Regions from separate parts of the Mus musculus genome. Here region 2 is linked to region 1. Evidence: chromatin contacts called from public promoter capture Hi-C data. All regions are on one chromosome and are shown on one strand. The core of a region is the stretch at or near the end of the contact, and the rest is flanking DNA. Distances in the headings are between cores, read along the strand shown.

Evidence for each region. Promoter capture Hi-C pulls out the DNA fragments that hold promoters and counts their contacts.
Region 2: a contact with region 1 is called in a promoter capture Hi-C map of embryonic stem cells, with 2.7 times the contacts expected there. The contact joins the promoter of Tcea3 here to the promoter of Eloa in region 1. A contact is called at or near these places in 1 of 39 promoter capture datasets (embryonic stem cells), 1 of 115 datasets of contacts at active chromatin or transcription factors (pancreatic cancer cells) and 3 of 9 other capture datasets (adipose tissue, liver and macrophages).

What each region holds. Positions count from the first base shown.
Region 1 is chr4:136,018,785-136,024,458 of GRCm38.p6, reverse strand. Eloa (elongin A) reads left to right here and starts at 2,810. Exons shown (of 11, transcript NM_013736.4): 1 at 2,810-2,908. The coding sequence starts at 2,834.
Region 2 is chr4:136,244,432-136,250,105 of GRCm38.p6, reverse strand. It overlaps Tcea3 (transcription elongation factor A (SII), 3), which reads right to left and starts at 2,149. Exons shown (of 11, transcript NM_011542.2): 1 at 1,989-2,149. The coding sequence starts at 2,057. It overlaps Asap3 (ArfGAP with SH3 domain, ankyrin repeat and PH domain 3), which reads right to left. Exons shown (of 25, transcript NM_001008232.2): 25 at 3,533-5,674.

The DNA of each region.
Region 1 (5,674 bases), core at 1,561-4,060:
CCATCCCTGTGACCATCAACTTAGCCATCGAGCATCTATCAGCTACAGAGCACAGAGACACTCTCTGAGCTCAAAGAATGAAAAGACAACCAAAATAAGCAAGATAAATAGCTAAAGGAAGCTTGCAGGCTACTACTGGATACAATGTATATAAATGCAGGACATTTGAAAGTACTCAGTTATTTTGTTATTCTTTGTGTAAGGAAAGGAGATGGCAGTCAGGACTTCCTACAAGCTAAGCAAACATTGTATCAGTGAGCCAAAGCTTCTATCTGTCTGTCTGTCTATCTATCTATCTATCTATCTATCTATCTATCTATCTATCTATCTATCTATCCATCTATTTGAGACAGGGTCTTTTTATGTAGTCCTGGCTGTCCTGGAACTCCTTATGTTGACTAGACTGATCTCAAACTCAGAGATCTGCCTGACTCTACCTTCTGAATGCTGGGATTAAATGCTGGTGCACCACAGCTTCAGAGTAGCTTTGAGGTGTGGGGGAAGGTGTAATCCCTAAGTATATATCCACTCGTGAAACACTGAGAGATGTAGTCAGTTTAGAAACCTGAACCTGTGAGGAGAACTGTGGCCACAGTTAAGCAAAACAAACATGTTCAACTGGAGGACTTTGTATGCTGTTTTCCAGGAGAAGAGAATTCAGTATTCCTTCTTAACTAGACAGTTTGTCTTCTTCCTTCCTCTCTCTCTTTCTTTCTTTCTTTCTTTCTTTCTTTCTTTCTTTCTTTCTTTCTTCCTTCCTTCCTTCCTTTCTTTCTTTCTTCCTTTCTTTCTTTCCGACACAGGGTTTCTCTGTATAGCCCTGGCTGTCCTGGAATTCACTCTGTAGACCAGGCTGGCCTCGAACTCAGAAATCTGCCTGCCTCTGCCTCCCGAGTGTTGGGATTACAGGCGTGCACCACCACGACAGCACTTGTCTCCTTTCTTTCTTCATTCCTTTCTTGTTTCCCTTCTTTTCTTATATTCCATTTAATGTGTGTGTGTGTGTGTGTGTGTGTGTGTGTGAGAGAGAGAGAGAGAGAGAGAGAGAGAGAGAGAGAGAGAGAGATTCATATGTGCCAGAATGCCAGGATGAGTGTGCAGAGGTCAGAGGATAGCCAATTCTCTCCTCCCACCTTTAGGATGGTCCCAAGGATAAAATTCAGCCATCAGCCAATTATCTGGTAAGCTCTTTAGCCACTGAGCCATCTCTCTGGACTCTATGTTTATAAAGTTTTATTTTTAGGGGGATGGTTTTTGGCCTGGATGTCAATTGGTTTAATCCAAGCACTCCGAGGCGGAGGCGGAGGCGGAGGCGGAGGCGGAGGCGGAGGCGGAGGCGGAGGCAGGTGGATTGTTGTGAATTGGAGGCAGGCCAAGGCTATATAGCTCAGGCTATATAACTAGTTCCAGGGTAGCCAAGGCTACCTACTGAGACAATGCCTCAACATTTATTCTTTCTTATTTAAAAGATTTATTTTTGGCATTCACCTTTAATCCCAGCACTTGGGAGGCAGAGGCAGGTGGATTTCTGAGTTCAAGGCCAGCCTGGTCTACAAAGTGAGTTCCAGGACAGCCAGGGATATACAGGTTTTTTGAGACAGGGTTTCTCTGTGTAACTCTGGTTGTCCTGGAACTCCCTCTGTAGACCAGGCTGGCCTTGAACTCAGAAATCCACCTGCCTCTGCCTCCCAAGTGCTGGGATTAAAGGCATGCATCACCACTGCCTGGCTCTTTTCTTTTCTTTTTTTCTTTTTTGGTTTTTCGAGACAGGGTTTCTCTGTATAGCCCTGGCTGTCCTGGAATTCACTTTGTAGACCAGGCTGGCCTTGAACTCAGAAATCCTCCTGCCTCTACCTCCCGAGTGCTGGGATTAAAGGCGTGCACCACCACGCCCAGCGGCTCTTTTCTGACAGAATCTCATGTAGTTCAGTTTGGTTTTTAATATATTATGACTTTTTATTCATTATGATTTAATTTATTTTTAAATGGAGCCAGGTGGTGGTGGCATACAACTTTAATCCTGGCCCTTAGGACGTAGAGGCAGGTGGATCTCTGTGAGTTTAAGGCTAGCTTCGTCTACAGAGTGAGTTCCAGGACCTCCAAGGCTACACATAGAAATCCTTTTTGAGAAAAGAAATAAAAAGAAAGAGAGAAAGAAAGAAAGGAAAGAAAGAAAGAAAAGAAAAGAATGTCACATGAACAGTCTAATAAAAGGGGCTGCTCTCTGATTTTGCAGACAAGGTGGTTAATAATGTGTTATTATTTTTATTTCTAGTGTTTCAAATTGCCTTGAAACCAGACAGCCTGGATTGCTTTCCCAAAATTACAATACCGTTAAGTTACTTTAAAATTACACGATTTCTTTTATTGCGAGGGTGTGTCACAGCTTGCAGGTGGAAGTCAGATAATTTACCTGAGTCAGTTCTTTCCTTCCACTCCAAGGGTCCCTGGAGCCGCGTCGGACCCTGATCACTGACTCCACCCACCCTTAGGCGAAAACGAGCGTATGACTGGAAAGGCGGTGCGTGAGAGTTAAAGCCAGAGTTTGGCTTGCAGAATACAGGCTTGGGGGCGTGGCTGGTTGCGTGGCTCTGGGTTGGGCGTGTCGGGGGCGTGACCTGTGCTGTATTCGACAGATCGCCGTGATATAGTGGGCGTGGTCTGGCGCGGGGGCGGGTCCTGAGGCCTTCCACACATACACACACCCCCAGCGGAGGCCCGGAAGGGACCATTCGCGCTTCCGTCTCCGCCGGGCCCTCACGGAGGGCGGAGTTGCGGCCCGAGGACGCGACGCGAGCCCAGTTCCGGCGAGGAGGCCGCGCCAGTGACAGCGATGGCGGCGGAGTCGGCGCTCCAAGTTGTGGAGAAGCTCCAGGCGCGCCTGGCTGCGAACCCGGACCCCAAGAAGGTGAGCGGCGGGCGGGCGGGCGGCGCGGGCGGGCGTTGGGCGCGGCGCGGGCCCTGTAACGGTCGCGGGCAGGGCGCAGTGGGGTTCTCCTCCGACCCGGAGCCAGGCCCCACGGAGCGGCGCGGGGCAGTGGGGAGTTCGCGGCCGGCGGGCGCACCCCGGCTGGGGGCTGAGGACTGGAGGGGCGGCCGGGCCTTGCGGCTCTCCCCGGGGTTCGGGCAGCCGCGCCAGCTGTTTCCCCGTTGCAGCCGAGCGACTCCGTCCGCTGCTTGGGGGTCCTGCGGCTCGAGGACCCCTGTGCTGTACCCTGCCCTTTAGCCGAGAAAACGGGGAACGCCTTGGGGTTTTTCGAGCTCTGCTCCTGGAGCTCGGGTCCTGGATGAGGGCGTGAGCGTGTTAACTCCGCTCTGACATACTGGAAGGTGGGACCAGGCTGTGATGAGCAACCATGTTTAATTGCACTTAACTACTTTGTTGCTCCTTTTTAGAAACTGTTACTTTTTAAATACATTGTATCCCCTCGCGGTCCCCCGGGTGTCTAGGCTTCTCTGAGCTCTACGAAGAGGGTATGGTGGGAATTAGAATCGTTTTCACTGTAGTCTCTAGCCGAAAACACCAAAGGGTGTGACATGGCTTGTCAGCATTCTAGCCTGGGCCTGAGGTTCCTAAAAGGTGAAGTGTCCAGCGAGCTGAGTGGAAGAGGAAGTGGTGGAGGGAGACAGCGAGCGGACTTACACATGCAATCTAGGTTCCTAGCCAGCACCAGCTCGGGACTTTGGAGGAGTTCTCTGCTCGACCTGTCCCTTCTCTAGTTTCTTCCTGAAATACCAGCTAGACCCAAGTGCTCTTTATAAGTGTTAATCACCATCAGAATTTCCAGTCAGGGACCCCATTCACTCTTCTTGTTCCTAGTTGGGTCACTACCTCTCAACCTCCGGGCCACTTTTTAACTACCCTCCTTTAGCTCAGAGATACACTTCTTCAGAAGCTGTTGTTATAAGTCAGCGAAAACGTAAATGTTTCAATTGTCTTGTGTTTTACTTTCTTTGGAGGCCTTGGGGACCTTTGGTCAGACATATTTACAAGTTCTTTTTACAATAACCCTTTGTGGGCATCTAATAAATGGTCATTATTTCCAAGTCCCAGATTGTCTTTCTGAACACTATAAGATTTGTGACTGACCTTAAAGTAACCACCCTCATTTTGTTGTTTCTGCCATCAGGTTAAAAAAAATAAAAATCCTCCATGTAATATAATATCTGTAGGGTTTTTTTCCCCCATTAGAATTTAAATTTTGGAATGGTCTATTTGTGCATGAAATGTCAAGTTAGAAAAAGGTTAAGTAAATTTTCTTAAACTCCTAATAATTATTTAAAAGGGTGTTTGGTGGTTTTTGTTGTTGTTGTGTTTGGTGTTATTGGCAGGGACTCATATGCTAACACTAGTAGGCAAGGCCTCTACCTCTGACAGCCCTAATTTGGCTTTTCATTTCCCAGAGAGAAAATTACCTTGGGGCTGGGGATGTATTTCAGTAGCAGCTATGTGAGCTCTTGGCTTCTGTACCCACTGGGGAGGGAGAACTGAATGTGTTGTGAAGAGAGAGGTGAGGAAACTGTTGAGAGACCCCTGTGCAAAGGACCTGAAACGTTGATATTCAGAAACACGCTGACTGCAAAGAGAAAATTGCAAGCCTGCACGCTGGCTTTCCAACCTCCTTTTAACATAGCAAGCTCTCACAGGTTTGTGAAGTGGCAAGATGATTATAGAGCAGTATTGAATTTGCAACCAAATCTTGCTTCCAGACCATTATTAGCCAAAAGGCTGATTCCACACCTGTGTTTTTGGGATTCCTGCTATTGGATTTTGGTGTTTTAAGTGTAAATTAACTATGTATTCACTCTGCCTTCATCTAGCCTCTAGGCTCACTTGTTAGAGACCTTACTGGGAGATGACTTAGCTTTTGCTCCTATCACTGGATTGGAAACAATTTTCATGACAGATAAAGTTAGCAGTCCTTTATCAGGTTTTGAGTGTAAAAACTATGAAGCCCATAGATTGGTGGTAGGTGGAGAATGAGGGGGTCACTGCTGGGAACTGGTTAGCTCTAAGACTGGAAGTGGAGAACCCAAGATTCCTATGTATGGGACTGTGTAAACTTTTGTTATTTCTGTCATCTGCTACCAGTTTTTGCTGGGCTACGTTGGGTTGACAGCGCTGGTTTCCATCTACTTGAGGATATCCATAGTCCTCTCTGCTTGTTGTTGCTTCATTCTTGGAAGTCACTGACTGAAAACTGGGGATGGTGAAGTCTTTTTCTCTTATATTGGGCTAAATCAGCTTGAACATCTCAAGAGTTTTCATTGTGTCTGCTAGACCAAAGGTAGGCCACAGGCAATACTCACTTTGCCAGTCTGTACAAAGCCTTGAGATCAACACATCCTCTTTGACTTCTGACTCCATTTCTCTCTCTTGGCTATGTAGTGGTCCTGTAATTGTGTTTTGTGACCTTTGCCACATGAACTGTAAGCTGTCAAGTAGCATGGTGCTGAGAAAGAGTACCTGCTTTCTTCTTTCCTGTGAAATACTCTGGGCATGAGTTAGGTGTCTGTGTCTCTCCTTTTAAGGACAGTGATATTAGTTTCTTGGCTTTTTAGGCAAGTATGGAACAACCCTAGACCCAGGTTCAATGTCAGCAAAATAGGAGAACAATACCCACTAGACAGGGTCAAATAAGACAAACTTACCATGATTCCGGGCACATGGTGG
Region 2 (5,674 bases), core at 900-3,399, 230 kb before region 1:
CTGGTGTGTGTTTGTCTCCTGCAAGCGGTTTAGCCGGTGCATGCTTACAGTATCTGACACAGCCCCAAGTCACTGAATAAACAAATTCCAGCCCTGCGCTGCTACGTGGAGGATCTGTCTTATTGCAGGAAGTATGCCTTCTTGGACTAACCACCACTGGGCAGGCCCACTTTCACTCTCGGTCCAGGCCCGCCTTTCTCAGGCAGAAGTCCAGAGCTCTGTGCCTACACAAACCCTGCTAGAGCCCAGGCGCAGACTCCAGACACAATTGTGACTCTACACAGTTGTGCCCTGTAAGGATCCTGTGGCCAACCATTCGGCTTTCCTGAAGACTGTCCTGGCACTACTTGGGATGCCCACTCCCAAGAGGCCCTATTTCCTCTTCCCATTTCACAGAAGAGGAAACTGAGGTCCAGAGGAGAGTAGAATAGCTAGCCTAGGAGTGTAAACGGATTAAGAGGGAAGCCAGAGCAGTCCCCTTAATCTTCTCAACCTGGCTGTCTTCCTTAGCGCCTCCTCCTACTCCCAAATCCTTCTCAGCCCAAAGCCCAGGCTTCCTTTACTGGCCCAAATCTGGGGTGAGCAAGGGGGTTAGGCTTAGACAATCTGTCTACCCGAAATACCATGTAGTTTGGGGTTCTTAGTTGGAAGAATGTCCTGTGACTTGAGTTTAGGTTTTTCTGGCGACATTGGGGGAAGCCTAGCGCAGCGCAGTCTCGCAGTCGGGGCTGGGAGCCAAAGGAAAGTGCCGCCGAAGCTCGGCAGGTGACGGGTGGAGGCATCTTTTAACGTCACCTCCAGTCCTATCTCACTCACTCTCAACTCTCCCTACTGCCTCCCCGCCCCCATGTTCTTCCCCCAGGCAATCCATCCTCTTACAGACAAAGAAACCGCAGCCTCAGCCTCTCACCATTTTACCAACACCACCATCTCTCTCATTGTTACCAGGTAACAATTTCAGGAAGCCTAACACTCCTTGGCTGCTCCAGCCTGTCACTCATCCCGGGTCTGAAACCTCTCTTTGGGCCCCAGAGTTTTCCAATTTTCCTGGAATGTCCTGGCAATGCAGGTCCTGGTGCAACTCGTTGCTAGAAACTATGTAGAAGAAAAGGACCCCGCGGCAAGTCAGCATGGAGGGCCTCATTCACAGGGTCCCTGGTCTTCTCCCTTTCAGTCCACGCCCCTCTAGAATTGGCACAGTCGCCAGCTTCCAGCCTGAGGCAAAGATCGCTAGGTAGATCAAACATTAACTTTCCATTTGGATCCAGCTCGGTGCTACCCGGACTGAGGGCTCAGGGACCCTCGGGCGACCAGGGCTGCGGACCCCCACCTCCCGCCACAGTTCTCCTTCGTGCACCTCCCCCTCTGGGCCAGCCCAGGCCCCATCTTTTCCTTCCCCCGCCCCGCACCTGTTCACCTCCGCCCGCCAGGGCCCCATCCCGCGGCCAAGGAAAAAGTTGCAAACAGAACTCCTGGCACTTCAGTCACCGCCCTTCGCTCGGGTCTCCTGGGGTGTGCAAACGAGGCTCGGCGCCCCCTTCTCAGCCCGAAGTTCTCCGATCCTTTTTGAAGTCACCCAAAACGTGCCCCTCCAGTTCTCGCTGCGCCTGCAGCTCCCCGGGCCTAGCGCACATCCCGAACCCCCAGACTCCTAAATGTCCTCCCCTGGGTTTGTGTCTCTCCTTGCTCTTTCTCTGCTCCGCGCAAGCTGCCCAGGAGCGCACCCAACCCGTCCACAGTGACTTGCAACAGTCGCGCGCCTTAGGGGACTCTGTACGATCCCCTCCAGACCTGGCCATGCACATGCCCATCCTAAAGTGGCCAGCAAGTAGCCGGGGGACCCCCTGCCGGGCAACTCCTCCCCAGTCCCGTGTCCCCTGACCCGCGCGCTCCCTTCGGGCACAGGGCCGGCACGCCCACCAAGCCCATAGCTGGGGGAGTCTTGCCTCCGTGGCCCGGGGGCTGCGTTGCAAACTCTGCAGCCTCACCGTCTTCTTCCGGGACACCATCTTCTCCAGCTTTTTGGCGATCCTCAACAGCTCCTCTTCCAGGCCCATGTTGGTCCACAACGCACGGCGGGGTTAGGGGCGCAGGGCAGCAGCGGGCGCCAAGGCGCGAGCCGCAAGGGCCGCAAACACACCGGACACTCGAGCCGGGAGGGGGCGGGGCGCGCCCCTCCCATCGCTGGGGGGAGGGGTGGCGGGCACTAAATATAGACTTCAAGGACTGCCCGGGCAAAGATTGCCTGAGCCTGGCGGGTCGTGCCTCAGGGGGTGTGTAAGTGGGAGGGGAGGACCAATCTGGAAGAAGGGGCTCTTCTCTTCCAACTCTCCTAGGGGTGCCCCAGGCTCCAGGGAGATTCGAGCATGAGGGTTCGGGGGTGATGAGTGTCAGCATAGCAGTGGGAAGTACAGAGCTGCCGGGTCTCAGCATCACTGCGCTCCCAGAGGGAGCTATGCCCAAGCTGGGAAAGTTGGTGAATTCATCGCATCTTGGTGCAGATTTTGACGTCAGCTCTGCCCTAACTTAGGTAGGCTCCTTGGTGCGCCCAAGGCCTGTGCCGTACACGTACTCGCGAGGTATACTCAGAGCCCTTTGCCGGCCAGTCTTTATTTTTTCTAACAACCTCTCAAAGGGGTATCGGGACCACGCTCCGAAAGACTAAGTTTTGGGTGATTCCGGTACACAGGGGGTGGGCTTGGAAGAGTAATTTGGGGTGGAGGGAATAACTCTGCCTCCCACTCTCGGCTCGCGAGCGGTAATTCCAAGAATTCGCTGAAGACCTAGTTCCCCTCCTGACAGAAAATGACCTTTCTGCGAGGGTCTCTGATTTGAAGCGGGGCAGAAGAGGGCTCACAGTGTGTGAAGGAACTTTCTGAGATAACCTCAGAGAAACAAGTCTGGAGCCTGTTGTGGACACCTGTCTCCCAACTGCTGCAGTGTGATGACGGTCAAGGTTTTTTGTTTTTTGTTTTTTTTTTTTTTTCATTCGACAAACGGTATCCAGTCAACTAGCAAGAAAAATCTCAGGGGCGGCAGGCTGGGCAGAATAACCATTAAAGAGGACTGTATTCCTCACAGCTGGGGTGGGGAGAGGAGGGAGAGAGGGCAAGTGTAAGGCCCAGCTGGGGCCTCATCCCCGTCCCAAGAAGTGAAATTTATTGCCTCAAAAGGCAGAATGGAAGTTTGGGGGAGGGGGAGGTCTGTGTAGTCGGTCAGGCCGCAAGCGGTTATTCTATTTACTGAGCTCCTACTGTGTTCCAGGTATTTCTAGCGTCCTGAGCCAGACGGCTCTCCTGGAGCACTCAGAGAACAAAGCTTGGGGATCACTGACATGTCAGCAGGGGGTGGGGAGGTGAGGAGGTGGCCGGGGGAGGAGCTGAAAAGTCCTTGGCTATAGCGGAGTGTTGTGGAGAGGTCCGGGATGGGTCCGGAAGGGCGGGGCCTTAACACCATGTGGCCAAAGCCAGGTTTTTCTTCAGTGGAGCTTCTGGGAGGCCTCTTGGCCAAAAGAAGCTTGAAGGACCCTAAGAAAACGCGTCAGACTTTATTATGCAAATAGAAGAGTCAATCTCAGGAAGTGGGAGGCCGCCTCCTCGGTACAGCCAGCATTTGCTGGTACCCATTGTATCCCTTCTGCCCACCTGTCCAAGAGAGAGGTCACCTGCACACAAAGATGCACACAACTGTCTTATTTCCCTGTGAGCTTTGGGGGGGGGGGGCAGACAGGGAACTGATACCCTCAGAGGGGTTTCACCATCGGTGGTAAACACCCCATTCTTTACTCTCAAAGGGACAGCGCAAAGGTATTTGCTAACTCACTATGGCCCTGCCTCAGTCCCCAGAATGCTGGAATTACAGATGTGTGCAGCTGTGCCAGCGTCTTTTATGCTTGTGTGTGTGTGTGTGTGTGTGTGTACTCGGCAGGAGGCAGGCAGCCAGAGACTGGTGGTGGTCTCAATTGCTAGCCTCCTTATGTTTTGAGACAGGGTCTCTCACTGAACCTGGAGCTGCCCAGCAGGCTTCCGGGATCCTCCAGGGTCTGCTTCCACAGAGCCAGGAGTCTGGGAGGACACTGTGTACTTAGCTCTTGGCATAAGCCCTGCAGATTCGAACTCAAATCCTCAACCTTGCGTGTTGTATGGCAAGCACTTTCCCAACAGCCTTCTTCTCTGTCCTTCACTGCTGACAAACCTTTTCTGTTTCATTTCTCCCCTTGTTATGCATTCAGGGCTCACCTCACAAACTCCATTACCCAACTCATCATCTCAGGGCAACCAAGAGGGGGTGTGGTCGGGACCATGGGTGAGCCACGAATCAGGTCCTCAGGCTCTGGCCCAGTGTGCTTTTCCTGCACACCAGGGGTTCTGAGCCTGGCTGCTGACAACATTTTGGATTGGCTAGTTCATTGCTGTGAGGATAAACCATACCATGTGGGTATGGGTTTTTTTTTTGTTTTGTTTTTTGTTTTTTTGTGAGACAGGGTTTCTCTGTGTAGCCCTGACTGTCCTGGAACTTACTCTGTAGACCAGGCTGGCCTCGAACTCAAAAATCTGCTTGCCTCTGCCTCCCGAGTGCTGCAATTAAAGGTGTGTGCCACCACGCCCGGCTCATGTGGGTGTGTTTTGAGTGTGTTTTCTTCCTTCCTGGTGTGGCAATGTGGAAGGGTGAGTGAGCCTTTAAGGGGCAGCGCCTAGTGGAAGGCAATTATGTGAGGGGCTCTGCCTCTAGGGAGTGAGTTCTTACAGAAGTGAGATTCTATAAATAAAGCAAATTGCGATTACTGCACATAAGTGCTTGCTTTCTCCTCTTTTGTGATGTTGTGACAGACGGGGCCTTTTACAGGGCATTCATGGCATGCTGTTTGGACTTTCCAATCACCAGAACCCTAAGCCAAAGAAAACTCTTTACTGTAGAAAGCACCCAGCCTCTATCGTTCCGTTACAACGACACAAGACAGATTAAGAGATGCTGTAAGGAGGATGCTGAGGGCACCCTGAGCTCAGCGATGCCCCCTCCAGTCCTTGCCTCACCAAATGTCTCCTGTGGCAAAACTCCCTGTTGTTCTCTGACCACTACTCTTTACCAACCTGGCCAGGGAAAGCATCCCAAGTCCCAAGAGTCTCCCAGGGGAATTCGTCCCTTCCCCCAGGAATCCTTTGATAAGTAAAACAGTAAGAATGAGATGAACACAAGTTGACCTGGGGCTCAGAAACAATCCTGTTTTAGGACCAAGGACCACAGCAGCCTCCAGAGTGCACAGTTCAATTCCTAGCCACACTGCTGGCTACTCACTTGGTGCCCTCTGGCCTCCCCTGTTCGGCTTGGCCCACCCCTGCAGGCCCCACCACCAAGGAGGTGTGAAACAGAGCTGTCCATGGTTGTTGGTGGTCTGGCTTTGTAATTGGACTAAGCGATGGTGGGATTTCTGGCCCTAGAAAGCAGACTTTTGAAGTTTCTCTTATCTTCCCAGCGCCTTTCTCCTTTCCTGATCCCTCGTTCCCCCAGGCTTCTGAATTCATCGAGAGAAAAGTGAGAGAAATGAGATAGGTCAACCCAGACCATCCTTTTCCTTTCTGTGAAATCAAGGCAGGTGAGTCATATTCTACTTCCAGACGGAGGGACACAGTACAGACCCCAGGGAGGGTAAGGCTGCCCTCTAATGGAGCATACT